Regions from separate parts of the Mus musculus genome. Here region 2 is linked to region 1. Evidence: chromatin contacts called from public Hi-C data. All regions are on one chromosome and are shown on one strand. The core of a region is the stretch at or near the end of the contact, and the rest is flanking DNA. Distances in the headings are between cores, read along the strand shown.

The links. A called contact is a pair of places that touch in the nucleus more often than the background predicts.
Region 2: a contact with region 1 is called in a Hi-C map of liver, with 3 times the contacts expected there. The contact joins two enhancer-like sites. A contact is called at or near these places in 1 of 39 promoter capture datasets (liver), 2 of 484 Hi-C or Micro-C datasets (liver and muscle stem cells) and 2 of 9 other capture datasets (adipose tissue and pancreatic islet).

The regions. Positions count from the first base shown.
Region 1 is chr10:4,623,481-4,630,947 of GRCm38.p6, reverse strand. It overlaps a transcript of Esr1 not described here. Among named protein-coding and RNA genes, the nearest start is that of Esr1, 83 kb to the left of the region's middle. Within about 2 kb of position 5,392, at least 12 of the 459 cell types and tissues checked have an H3K27ac peak or open chromatin away from gene starts, as enhancers often do. A contact at or near this core is called in liver, where this site is marked.
Region 2 is chr10:4,736,292-4,743,641 of GRCm38.p6, reverse strand. The region is part of intron 2 of Esr1 (estrogen receptor 1 (alpha)); the gene reads right to left. Among named protein-coding and RNA genes, the nearest start is that of Esr1, 30 kb to the right of the region's middle. Within about 2 kb of position 5,416, at least 4 of the 459 cell types and tissues checked have an H3K27ac peak or open chromatin away from gene starts, as enhancers often do. A contact at or near this core is called in liver, where this site is marked.

The DNA.
Region 1 (7,467 bases), core at 4,143-6,642:
TCAGAAAGCAGAACGGTGACTGTGGAGGTGCCTTCTCTTCACCTTTATTCAGTCCAAGATCCCAGCCAGGGAACAGTGCAATCTACAGTAGATGGGTCTTCTCATCTCAACTAACATAATGAAGATACCCCCGAGGCATGGATGGGCAGAGGCATGCCTTCCAGGTGATTCCAGACTCTGCCCAGTCCATAACAGCACTAACCATCACGGCTACTGTACGTGTGATTTGCCACCCATTTAAAAAGGCCAAGGTAGTGATTTCTTACAAAAAGATCAACATTAAATGCCAGAAGCATCAAGATACAAAAGAAGTGAAAATTCAAAACCAACATGACCAATGTCAGTCCATGTTCATAGCGTAATACAGTTCCTCTAAGTGTGAACCTTCCTACTGACATATTCTTACTCTAAACATAGGCAGCATAAAAGATAATTGTAGAGAATAACCTAAAAATCTAAACAACATAAAGACAGACTAAGTCTTGGGTAAGGGGTTCATAGCACGAAGCCACCAAATCATTGGAAGTTGGGACAAATATTTATGCTTATTACAGTCATAAAGCAAATAGTGTGAACCAAAAGTATCAATAGTTATCACAAATGTTGGTATCAGATTCAATAGGTGTGAGCTAGAGAGGTAGGTAGTTTAGAAGCAAGATAGTGCGCTTGCTTGGCATTCCTGACATTCTGGATTCAATGCCCCTATGCAAAATAGAAAGCAAAACCTTAGTAGCCATTAAAAGTCCTTATAAGAAAAAGCAATATATTCCAAGCCTGACAAGAGAGAAATAGATAAATGACTAGAGAAAAGAATTTGAAAACAAATACCTATGCATGTTAATTCTTCAGCGTAAAGGTGCAAAGATTTGTATGTGATGTTTAAATATACTATTCATATAGAGGGGGGGAGGTTGAATCTTCCAGTTTTAAATAGAAATAAAACCCATGTGTAAAAATATACTAAAATGTAGTGAATTAGGAAAAGAGAAAAATATTATAAAATGTTCAGATTAGGAAAAGAGAAAGTAGAAACTTTAGTTTTTTGGATATTTTTTAATGAAAATGGATTTCTCAAAGTAGGACAAGACCCAGAATCCACAGCTACAAAGACAGGATCCACGTTATAAATGAGGTTTTTAGCACTGGGGTTGTCAATCAGTGCTGCAGCACTTCCCTGGCATTTATGTGAGTCTGGGTCCACTTCCCAAAATAAAAATGCCAAACAGTAAAAATAAAATAAAATTTCTTTTTGTTGTATATAATTATAATAAGAAGGCAAGATATAAATTATTGACATAGAAAGATAAATAGCAACTAATGTGAAAACATCTACAGAAAAATTGTTTTAGCACATTCCCAGCAAGGAAATGGAAATTAAAACTTCATGATATAATCATGGCTCATACTTCTCAGAATAGCTCTTATCAGAAAGAAAGCACACAATGTGTTGAACTCTGATAATAAGAATATAAATAAGGATAAGTCTTACAGAAAACAATGGAAAGTTGCCCCAAAGCTAAAGGTAGAATTACTTTTATACTTATGCCTAGCAATTACACAACTGGGTGTTTGTAAAAAGAAAATCAAGTCAACATGTCAAAGAAATATTTGCACCCCTGTGTTAGTTGAGGCATTCCCACACACACAAATTCAATCTTTTTAAAAGTCTACCAATAGATGAGTAGATAGAGGAAATTTCATTTATGTATCCAATAGAATACTATTCAGCTATAAAGAAGGCAGTCTTGCCGTTTGTAAAGATGAAGATGAACCTAGATATCTAAGGGAAATAAGCCAAACATAGACACATATGGAATCTAAAACTGTTGACCTCGGAGATAAAGGAAATAGATCATCAGTGATTGTCACCAGGTAAGAAAGAGAGGTGTAGGGAATGCTGGGAAAGAATGCAAACTTTCACTTAGGCAAACAAGTTCAGGAGACCCATCTCACAGAATAAGGACTGGAGGTATTAACATTAGTCTTGGACCAGGGAGAAGAATCGGCAGTTCACAGCACTAATTGCTCTGCTAGTTCAGATCCAGTATCCATGTTGGGCAGCTCACAAACATCTGTGATTCCAGCTCCAGGGCATCTGATGCCCCCTTCTGGCTTCCATGGAAATCTGTACTGATGTGTACATACCCACACAGAGACATGACACACATAGTCCCTCTCCCCCTCCCTCTCCCCCTCCCTCTCCCTCTCTCCCCTCTCTCTTTCACTCTCTCTCTCTCTCTCACACACATCTGCATAATTAAAATAAATCTTAAATAAAACATCAAGTGACTACTACAAGGAGTTGCTTAGTTTGCTATCATGTATTCTTACATATTCAGCAAAAAAAAAAAAAATAAATACATTCACAGAAAATACTAAGAAACACAACCACAAGGCTGAAAACTTTGTGAGACAATGCATGTATTAATTAGCTGTTTTCATCTCATAGTCTACATATATCTTAAGACATTATGGAGGAAAAGGGGCAGATGACATAAACACAAAACACATGAATTTTTAAGAATAATTATAATAAATGAAACTAAAATGCAATTTAACACAATGTTTCATGTTGTAAGTACAAGTTTGTCTGATAGTTTAAATATATATGCAAATGTATGCAAACATATACAAATTACATCCATAAATCAGTTAGAAAAATTCAATTATATGGGAGAAAAGGGGTCTAGGGTTCACATAAGTGACTGACAGTTACAGAATCCAGAAGAACAGTAGTGTGCAAGGTATCAGCTCCATTGATAAAACAAGAAATATAAAAATGTGTGCTAATAACACCCATTAGACTATCAAAAAGTTATAGTGAAAAAAGAAAAACTCTAGGGTTTGGTTGGGGTTTTTGTTGTTGTTTGTTTGTTTGCTTGTTCGTTTAGGTAAGGAAAGTGCTAGTAGAAATGTAAGGAAAATGATATTCTCAAACATTCATAGTAGATTTACTATAATATTTTTGGAAAATAAAATGGGAAAAAACGTTAAATTTTAAACACACACACTTTGAACCAGTAGTTCAACATCTGGGAATTTACCATGAAACTAAATCACAATAGCTAAGAAGTGTCTGGGGATATCTGTAGTGGTAACATTATTTTTAAAGAGAAAGGAAAAACACAAGATCAAACAAACTGCCTTCTACACATTTATTTTCAGGTCCATAGATTAGGGCTGCTCTCAACTATAGTTGGAGAGGTTTCTTTGCTGCGGGCAGCAGTCACTGCGGAGACTCGGAACTGGCTGAAGTGCTGAGAGAATACATAACTGTGGGTGCTCAGCGCTGATAGGATAGGCTCAGGGAACTTGGATAAAGAGGTGTGTGTAAAAGCTGAAACACGGAGAGGATTGTTGCAAATGTTATCTTCAGGGCAGGGCTTGTAAGCTCGCAACAGCTGTGGTCGGTTACCTTCACAAGATCAAGCCACTCAACATGCCAGCAAAAGTAGAGGAGGGGCTCCTGAGGACGCGCCCTTAGCTGAGGAGCTGGTGGCAAATGCTGGCTGCTGGCTGAAGAAAGGGGAGTCCTTTTTCTTTTTTCTCTTGCTTTTTGCTTTTTCAAGACAGGGTCTCCGTGTAACCCTGGCTGTCCTGGAACTCGCTCTGTAGACCAGGCTGGCCTCAAGTTCACAGAGATCCTCCTGCCTCTGCCTCCCAAGGGCTGGGATGAAAACCTGTGCTACCACCGCCCAGCAAGGAGAGTTCCTTCCCTTGAGAGGTGCGGCCACTGATAGGCTGCCCATACGCCACAGGATAAAGCCACACCCATATTCATGCGAGCTGCACTGATCAGACTCCATGGGTCGCCCTAAAATGGAAGAGGACATGTAGGTAGGAGAGAAACCTGTTGAGGTGAAACTGCCAACAGGACCCGAGAGTAGGTGTGATCAAGATGTATTGTATATATGTATGAAATCACCAGAGAATAAATTTAAAATACAAGAATAAAAAAATGAAACAAAAACAGAAAAAAAAGGCTGCAGCATAACAGAAAACATGAATGGCACAGAAACAAACAAAATATAAAGACTAGACTCTGTACACAGAAACACAGTGTGACTGGCTAATTTCATGCATTGGTGGCACAGCTAAATAAAGTGGAGATTTTATTTCTAAGTGGGATAGTGAAAAATTTTTGCTTGAAATTTTTGTTAGCTTTTAATTGTGTGCATATGTGTGAGGTAAGTTTACAAAATACAACATAATCTCAGTGTGCACAATATGGCCCTGTGTCTGCGTGTATTCATAGTACAGATATGTTATATGTGCGTTTGTGCGCATCGGTGCAGTGCCTATGGAGGCCAGAAGAGGGCGTCAGATCCTCTGGAGCTAAAATCATAGGCAGTTGTGGGCAGTTGTAGGAAGCAAAGCAGGTCCTCTGAAAGAGCAGTACGTGCTCTGACCTCTGAGTAGCACTTGGAATTTTTTTTTCTTTAGTGACTCTCTGCGGTATGATAACTTTCTGAAAGTGAAGAGGAAAAAAAAAAAAAAAAGTCTAGCAATATCCCAGATAATTGCTTTTTTAAAGTTTCCCTTTTGATACTGTATTTTTGCTTTTAAGGATTGCTTTCAAGAAATAAGATAGAGATGTAGCGAGTCAGGCTTGTGAAAATACATAAGCAACCAAACAAATTCTACTGTGAGGTAAGTTTACAAAATACAACATAATCTCAGTGTGTACAATATGGCCCTGTGTCTGCATGTATTCATAATACAGATATATTATATAGCTATATGTTTTCTATGTCGCATGTAAAATTAAAATCATGTTGTATCTTGAATTTTCATTAACTTATTTTATTAACACATTGTCTAAACATGAGAGCGTTATTATGTTGGTCAGTATTCACATGTAAATATATACCTATCTATAATATGAAGAAAGGGCTAACATAAAATATACTAACGTAAAAAAAATACTAAAGTGTTTATGATTGTTTGTGGCTGATAAGATATAGGCAAATTTTATTCTCTTCTGTAAACTGGCTCCACATATCCGGTATCCTACAGTCAGAAAAGCGAGATGATCATTTCTAAATGGAAGTCTGAGAAAAGGCAATGATTTCATTGGTCAGAGGCACCACCTTCCTCTGATGCTCCTTCAACCTGAGAGAATGGCACATTGCCTCTGTGTCCCTTGTGCTCTGTCTCTCAGGCTACTTCACACAGGTGAAAGAAGCCCATCGCTCCCCTGGCCACAGCTCTCAGAGGGGCCACGCATCCATCTAAAAACAGCAACGCCTTTTCTCATCATTTATTCGATTTCCAGAGCCACAAATTCTTACAGTGTAAGTGAGGGCTCTGCCACATCCCTCTAGGGGTTCCTCCTGGGTCGCAAGGTCTCTAGCAGAGCACTGACAGAGCAACAGTGTGGGAAGGTAAACAAGCCTTTGGAAGGGACCCTGCGTGCTCTTGGGACAACCTGTAAACTCTGGCTCTTATCCCAGCCAATCTACCTGGACACAGTGACGCCAGCAAGGTAAACAGCAGCCCCGCCAGGCCTGCACGGCCCTCCCACTCTTCCCTCCCTCAGAAGGACCTTGCTTTCTTGGTTGATTCAATAAAAGGATTTTTGCCACATTTCTGCATTTAGAAGAGAACACCACAAACACAGGTACTACTTTAAGGTACAGCAGGCAGCCTCCTGTTGCTGGAGTGATTTAAAGACATGTGTTCTGCGTGAATGACATCACACAGAACACATCAGGACACTATTTTGTAGAGACTTGAAATTCTCAAGTAGAAGCAAAAGATCATTAACACTTTGGTAGACAAGAGCACACTGTGGTTTAAATGGAGATGAAGACAATGGCTGGAAGCTGTAGCAAGAAGACAAAAGAGACAGAGCTATACCCAGGCATGTCCTTAACAGAGTCCAACACAGAGCGTCTGACTTTTTCTGGCATCATGGCATTCAAAGTTCCAGATGACTAAGACCTCCATTTGTATACATAGAGCTCCAGACCAGACAGAACATTCTGGCCTATCTTATTTATGACTACATGTCAAGTCAACAAAGAAGAAAGCCGGTATACTCAACTGTATGGTGCTGTAGCCTGAGCCTGAATAAATTGCATAAACTAATGTCAGTCTCTAGTTCAATCAGCCATCATCAAAGTGCCCTTTGGCTCCCTGCTAGTGACAAGTTAACAAAATAAACCTCCTGTCCTTGCCACCAGACACCCAGGCAGGGCCCACAGCAACCACACCCGGAATACACTGTCTGCGTTGCAGTTCACTCAGGGACAAAATTGGAGCCTGGGGGTCAAAAATCACAGCAAATAGGTACCAATAGGAATAGAGGTGTGTCTCAAATGGAGAATTAGGAGTCATAATGGCGGCTTGCTTGTTAGTAGAAAGGGACAGCCATTAATGCCCCAGTCGGTTCTTGCCTCTTTGTGTGTGGTTTCCCAATGTTGTGGCTCATCCTTCCCTCTGCAGTGCAGCTGAGTCATCGCCATCTTTAATTCCTGGGTTTCCAGAGCTCCCCCAAATAACCCATGTCAGAGTTCACTAGGAAAGCGAAGCTGAGGTGTGGCCACAGTTGACTGGTCAGAGGTCCCTTGGCTTCTCAGGTGTGAAACTAAATTCTGGAATACATTTTCACTAACATGAGAGAAGCAGACATGGAATTGAATTAAATGAAAGAAGATTCTGGGAAATAGTCTTTCTGCTAAGTAAAATGGGTAGATAATAGATGATACAAGATAGATAGATGATAGATAGATGATAGATAGATAGATAGATAGATAGATAGATAGATAGATAGATGATAGATAGATGGTAGATAGATAGATAGATAGATAGTAGATAGATAGTAGATAGATAGATAGATAGATAGATGATAGATAGATGGTAGATAGATAGAGAGATAGATAGATAGATAGATAGATAGATAGATAGATAGATAGATAGATAGATAGATACAGAAATAGCATGTATGTCAACTCAATTAAGTATTTCCTGTAGTGTAGACAGGAAACTGTACTCAGAATGATGACCTGGAATAAAGCCGCACGAAGAAGCTCAGACTCAGTGCCCAAGTGGACAGGCTTTAAAGCAGGAGAGGAAATCACAGAACTCCGCCCCGCAGCAGAGAGAAGGGAACGCTAATTCACAGTGAATCCAAGCTCCCCCTTTTAGATCGACTATAAGTACTTCCAGGGACAAGACTTTTTCCTTTCCTTGTAGTGTTTCTATTTCTTCCAGCAGACCGAGTACTGTCTCCACTGATAGCCAAAACCCAGATTTACAATGGCCAAGAGCCTGCAGGTTCTTCCCAAGTTCAAGCCTTATCATGGACTTCATTCACAACAAGGTATCTGCAGGGAATTACACAATCTCTCTGAAGCTAGGGTTACTATGCTAGTAAGGGGGGCTGGGGTATCCTGCTGCTTATCTGAGAGCTCTGAAAAAAAAAGGCCAAATGAGCTGCTGTCTGCAAAGCACAGAGCTGTGGTT
Region 2 (7,350 bases), core at 4,167-6,666, 110 kb before region 1:
TATCTATAAGACCTCATGGCCAACACCTCCAAAAGAAGGAACTGGTTCACAGCACTGGATTTTGTAATAATATTACAAATAATAAATAAATAATATTTAGATGAATAAAAACAATGTTCAGAAATGGTTGTGAAAGAGATTGACAGATATTGTGGGTGGAAATGTTCATGTGAGACTTTCAAAGTCAACTAAGCTCCCAGGACTTCTTGGTTAAGGAAGCTCCTGGTTCCCTGCTTCATAGTCCCACCATGTCCCAAATAGCAAAGCCACATGAACTCACTGGTCCTCCCCTCAAAGGCCTAGCTTTCCTTTCAGCTCGTATTTCATAACCCTTCCCTGCTATTCCCCCTCATTAATATTGAATACAATATTTTAATGGTTCGTAAATGACATCGGCTATAAAACTCACAAAACATTGGCTCCTTGGTTTGAGTCCATCTGAGTTGGCCAACTTTTTCCACTCTAAATAACTTAGCTCTGAGGCTGGCAGCCTCAGATAGGATTTCTTTACTTTTTAGTGATCCTTAGAGAGCATTGGCTCAAAGCTTCCAGTTCTTGTTCCTATTCTATTACCCATCACTTTCCATTTCATCATCATAGTATTGAACTCCCCTACCAACCGCAGATCTTTTTACTGTTTGCTTATTAATATCTTATGGATGATTCAAGCCAGTAGGAAGCAGCTGCAATTATTTAAATTTAGACACTCATGCCTTGGGTCATGGGAGTAGATAGTGAACAAGCATGAAATGGACAAACATATGGTCTACTATAGAGTACATTTATTTCTATTGTTAATTGTATGTGTGTGTTTGTATGTACACGTGTATGTGCACACACATGGATAAAGGTACCTATGGAAGTCAGAGGTATCATACCCCCCGCCAAACTGGAGTTGCAGGCTTCTGTGAGCTGCCCACTATGAATGCTGGGTATCAAACTCCAGTCCTCTGCAAAATCAGTATATGATTTTAACTGAGTCTCATACTATATGGTTAAAGGCAGTAGGCATTCAGTACAAGTTTGTTGAATGAACAACTGAATGAATGGCATACACAGGAAAAGAGATCTAATGTATCAAATAGTCTCCCAGCCATCTATATACAGTAAAATCGAGCTGTAAATATATAGTAAAATAGTGTTTGGAATACACAGGTTTTTGTTTTCCCTTGCTTTGTTTTGTTTACAAGCAGCTGGAAAAGAAACCTAGAGTCTGGGACTATAGGGAAAATTGAGAAAAAGTTAGCATGTCGCAAATTCATAAAACTATAGAGACAATAACTTATTCCATCATTAACTACAATAAGATATACAAAACTCTCATAGAAACTCTCATTAAACTGTATCAAAAGTAATTAAAGATCATAGATGGTCCATCTGGCCCCGAGAGACATGGAAACAAGAACAGTGGCATAGCATCGACCATAGCTGAAGAAAACTAACTGACTAAACTGGGGCCCCTCCTATTGTAGGTGCCTGTGAGTCTGGGTTGAATGCTAAAAACAAAAAATAAAAAAATAGATCACACAGTTCTTTCCCCCATTAAATTGTCATGCAGTAAAAAGAAATATCTCCAGTGTGATTCTCTTTCACTGTCTATTAGATAAGTGGTGTACACACCATGATGCTGGGCTGCCTGCTTTATCAAGGAGGTTTCCTGTCAATGGCAGGCACTCAGCACTTGGATCATTTTAAGGAGGCCAGGGGTTACCCAGGGAGTTTGATGGTAGTGAGAGCAGAGTAATGCTCATGGGGGGGGGGGGGGGGAATGGGTGAATCCAGAACTGTAGCTGTCACAGCTCCAGAGCACCATCACTGTGCCAGCAGAGTAAGCTACCGCCACAGCGGCACAACCATCACAACCATCACCAGGAAGAGCCAAGGCTGTCACAACCAAGGTTTGGGTTTTATCAAAGTAGTTCAATGAACAGGTACAGGTGGTGAGTTGAAAGTATGGAGAGTCTTGAGGATCCCTACCCAGCAGTAAAAAAGAAGTAGCAACTGCTGAGGTGGACATTGACCAGCCAAACTGAGGAAACGGGGGATGTTTAGAGTGAGGAGGTACCTATAAACTGCCTAGACCTGAGAACAAGCCCCAAGGTTGCAGTTTTGGGGAGTCTCCCCCATTTGGCGGTAGGCTTTCTGATAAACCAGCTGCTTTTGAGTTACCACAGCTGCTGGTAAATACCCCAGTGCCCATATTCCTGTTAGTTGAGCCAATAAAAAATAAAAACTCATTAGTTCACCAAATTGGACAGTGGTATAGTCATAACTTAGGTCTGTTGGTGGCTCTCTTGCTGGGGTGAATAGACTTATTTGAGTGTTACCTCTCCTCAGGAAATCTGTCACACAGCAGTTCATCAACAGGAAGGACACAAAGGAAGATGTTTTGTGCTCCAGATTGCCAGAGGGACCAGATTCAGGAAGTAGCTTGAGGTGCAGGAGAGGGAGAGACTGGAATTTGCACCACAGAAGGAGAAAGGGACAGGGACATACAGTAGTAAGTCACCAGGAAGTGACAATGGAGCCAGGTGTAACCATTACAGACACCATCCATCCCTGCCTCAAGTGAGCTGATCACAGCTATTAACAGATATCCATCCCTGCCTCAAGTGTCCTGACTGCAATTACCAACAGAATGGCCAGAAAATGAGGACAGGAAAAAGATAAGAGGTTCAGAGGACTAGTCCAACAATGTCCACCTTATCATAGACCAAGGCTCCCACCCTTCTGCAGGTAGAGACATCACAGGACTGAGACAGTGTTTCAAACCTCCTGGCAAAGGGGAATGGTGGATCCTTAAGCCCAGTGTAGCCCAGTAAGACAATGTGTACAGAGCTACAGACTATGACCCTGTGGAGGCTCTTCTCACTGGCCAAAGGCAGCCTAGAGACAGGCACCAAGGAAGAGGATGAAAAATTCAGGATGGGACAGAAGGGCAGTAGCACTCTCTCACCATGGTACCACTGAGTCACCTGGAAACCAAGAGGGTAAATTGACAAAAGGAGGCTGCCTAATGGCTGACCCATCCCACCTGAGGCTACAGGGGACAGGGAGGAACACAGATCCACCAACATCCATTCACTGTGGGCCAGCAAGAAAGAATCCAGAAGCACTTCCAATCCTAGTGACAGGCAACAGACCAAAGACGACAGCTGATGACCCATGGGCTTGCTTTGTACCTGTTAGCCATATAACACAACCATCTGCATCATCTATGCAGCACACAGCCAGCGGCATTTTCATCTAGAGACATGTCTTTGGGGTGATAACAAACACACTCATTTCTTAAACCTAGTCTTTCTCAGGTTCTAAATTGTTCATAACTTGGTCCAGATGGATCATCTAAGAACTTCATTTTTGATGTGTAATAAAAGTTTACAACCAAGTTTCTTTCTCTCTTCATTTTTTTCAAACCAAAGTAAGCAAAACTCAAGCACTTGTTAATGAAGGTCTTAAATCTTTAGGGAAAAGAAAAAAAAATGGCAGGTGGCCTGGGGAACTTACAAAGGAGTGCTGTCTCTAATACCCACATAGTCCAAAGAACAACTGCTCTGTATTTTTATTTTTGTTTTATAATTTTGAGGGGCTTCAATTAAATACACATAAGAAAATTTACTGCATTAAGCAGCTCACGTGTTAAGTATGTTCATGTTGAAGCACAGTCTTTAGGATTGTTTGATCTCATAATACTGAGCTGCATGCATTAAATAATAATCCCTAGTTTGCCCTTCCCCAGCTTCTCTCAGGCATCCTACACTCTGATCCAGTGGGTGCCATGGCTCTAGCAGCTGTGCCAAATGGAATCAAACTGTATCTGACTGGTTTGGTTCTGCCATATATATGTAGCATAGTGTCCTTCAGATCCATTCACATAGATACATGTGGTAGCATGTGTTACAATTTTTCTTCCTTTTTTTCTCAAAACAAAGTTTCACTATGTAGCTCTGGCTGTCCTAGAACTTACAATGTAGACCAATCTGGTCTCAGACCCTCAGAGGCCCACCTATCTCTCCCTTCTGATTGCTGATTAAAAGCATGAGCTTGTTGCTGTTGTTTGTTTTGGGAATAGATTCTAGTTCTCTATCCCAGAATGACCTTGAACTCATTATATAGCCCAAGCTGACCTCAAACACATAGTCCTACATCCTCAACCTATGGATTATAGGTATGTACTCGCTAGAATTTCCTTCCGTTTTCAAACTTAACAATATACCACAGCATATACTTATCATATTTTGATAAAAATATACATATTTGTATGTATGTCAATATATTTGTATATATTATAATATATATTTTAAACATTTATACATGTATAATATATTTATATATGTATGTGTGTCATTTCTAGCTTTCAGTTATTGTGAAAAATGTTATATGAACATAGCTATACAAATATTTCATCAAAACCCAGATTTTAATTCTTTCAGATATTCATAAACAGAATTCCTAGAACATAAGACAATTCTATTTATATGTTAGTGCATAGTTGTGGGTGTAGGTGTAAGTGCACGTCTGCATATGCATGTGTGGGAGTCAGCCTCAGGAACTGTCCCTGAGGAACCACCTACCTTGCCTCACTGAGACCTGGAACTTGCCCGTTAGGATAGGTTGAAAGCCTCAGGGACCTACCTGCCTGGACCTCTTCAGCACTGGAATTACAAACACAGGACACCATGCTGGGGTTTACAGGAGTGGCAAGTGTTGAACTCGGGTCCCCATGCTTGCTCAGTAAGCCCTTTACTCTTTTTCTAGTCCTATATTTATAGCGGATTAAAGTATCTGTCATGAGTTTTTCCATAATGGCTCCACCATCTTACATTTCCAACCAGCACAAACACTTTCCATTTGTTGTCTCTAGCTGGCTCGTTTTGGTGGTGATTTTTCTTGTCGCTCTTGTTGTTTGCAGTCATCCCAATGGCTGTAAGGGGGAATGATGGTACTTTTAAGGTTTTATTTGGCACTAATCCCTCTCCTGCAGCCACTCTTAATGTTCAGAGCCTTGAAATAGCTTCTTCTTGTTCTAAACATCAGTGGTTTGCCTGGACTTGGCCTCTTCTGCTAAGAGCTACACTATTCTTTCTGTTGGATGCCTTCCATCTCTGGTGCCTCAGCTCAAATACTGACTCAGCAAGCACTGACAGTAAGTAGATGGATCAATAAGTGGATGCGTGGCACAACCAGTTTCACAATATAAGTGGAATATGTAAAAATCTGTGTCTAAGCTATCAGTATAAAAATAAACAGGAAAATTCTGGAGAGCTACAACAAATACCTGCTATCAGCAATGTGTTTCTCATTAGACGTGACATTGAGATAACTCCAGAATACCAAAAACTCAACTGTGAACACAGCTACAAAAGCAGAAGGGACACCAAAGAAGAAGGGGGAATGTTTGCTGTCCATTATGCAATGTGTCAACCAAGATAGAGATCATGCAAATAACATCAGCAATCATACTAACTGGGCACATCCTTGTTCTAGAAAGATGTCATGAAACTTCAACTAGATCAGGGGAAAGAAGAGAGGAGAGTTTCCCATGGGTTGCAAATCCCTATGGCATCTCCCGGAGGTATTCAAGTAACTTGAATATCCCAAGGGTAAAATCAATCAAGCACAATGGTCTACATAGGGCTGTTGCCCCAGGTGCAGCAATTGGCTTGATCATCTGTAATTCAAAGCAGCAGAATGTAAATCTATATCTGGGATCAGAAGTTATCACAATTCTGAATCATTAAGAGGCATCTATGTCTTGGAATAGATTTGATAACAATGGTGGTAGTTAGGATGAGTCTACAGTCAACCTGACCACAATGGTGGGTGCTGGAAAAGTCTACACCTTAGTGCAGACCTAATCATATTAATAGGTCATTGGAAGATGACTACACTAGACTTGATCACAACAGTAGGTGTGCTGGCTAGTTTTATGTCAACTTGACACAAGCCAACAGAGTCGTGAACATGGGATTATCTGACATATAACATATAACATATAACATGGGATCATCTGACATATAACATATAACATATAACATGGGATCATCTGAGTGCCTATGGCTAGATTCAACCCAACAGACAAGCCTTGTGACAGGTACTAGTCCCACCTCTTTCTGCTGATCACTACCCAGCCCTAGTCCGTGCACCTGTCAGATCTGGCATTGTCAGCCTCATATGTCCTTGGTAGGAAGTTGTCAGCTATGTCACCATCCATCTTTCTTTAACTCTCTCAGCTTCAGAGTCCCTGCCCACCTTGCTTTCCTTTATGCTCCTAGAACCAAAATCAGTTGCTCTTACCCTCTTCATGTTCATGTTAGGCTTTATCTTTCTGGATGGAAGCCTCACAAACACTAACCAGGTCTTTGTCCCTTTATTGTAATTAAAGATAAATAAATTGTTTAGCAAAATTGCTTTAAAATCTTTTTTCTTATAATAGCCTTTCTCACTGAATAGTCCAGAAATCTTTAAAGCATTGCAACGAGCACAATGACGAGAGAAGATGATAGTAGTAGTGAAAGGTGGACAAAAGCAAGAAAGAGGTCAAAGGAGAGGAAGAAAAAGATGAAGAGGAGGAAGAAGAGATGGAGACGCAACACCATCCACCTACAGAAACTGGGAGCCCACTTGCCTCACTTTGGTTGCACTTGTATTACATTAATTGATTTCTAAGTATTCTCAAGAGTTCATCCCACTGACAATATAATACATACTAAAATGATCTAAAAGCGTTTATACAAAGTCTAGAGGGCAGACTCTCTTGAATCGATTAAAGTATTGCATAAGAAATATTAATTGAAAAGATTTTCATTAATCCAAAGGAAAGTATGAAACTCAGTGTAATCAAACACTGCTATTTTTCCAATCATAAATAGTAGGACCAGCTATTCAAAATCATTATCACTACTCTGCTAGCCTAGCCTTTTTAGTATGTATTTAATGCAGAAAGTCTTAGATTCCAGAAGAGATTTTCTTTTACAAAAGAACCAACAAGTGTCCACTCCTTAGAAAACAGTTTAATTGAATGTTATTAAGATAACTTCGTGTTTTCTTATGAAGGCCATTACCCTGTTCTTTGTACACTCAAAATTCCCTCCACTTCTTCAACATGGCATTCACCACAGTTTCTAGTCCTACAAGTAGATGACAACTGTAATATACAGTAAAGCAGTAATAAATGTAAATATATATTCCTTTCATAAATAGTAAACTCCAATATGACACAAATCATGTCTTAGTTCATGTATTTTAAGTGACACACAGCAGGTTTTCAATAAATGCTTACCACTCCTGTATTTAACCCCTTGTCGTATTTAATAAACTCTTTTTTTTTTTCAAAATACTCTTCCTATT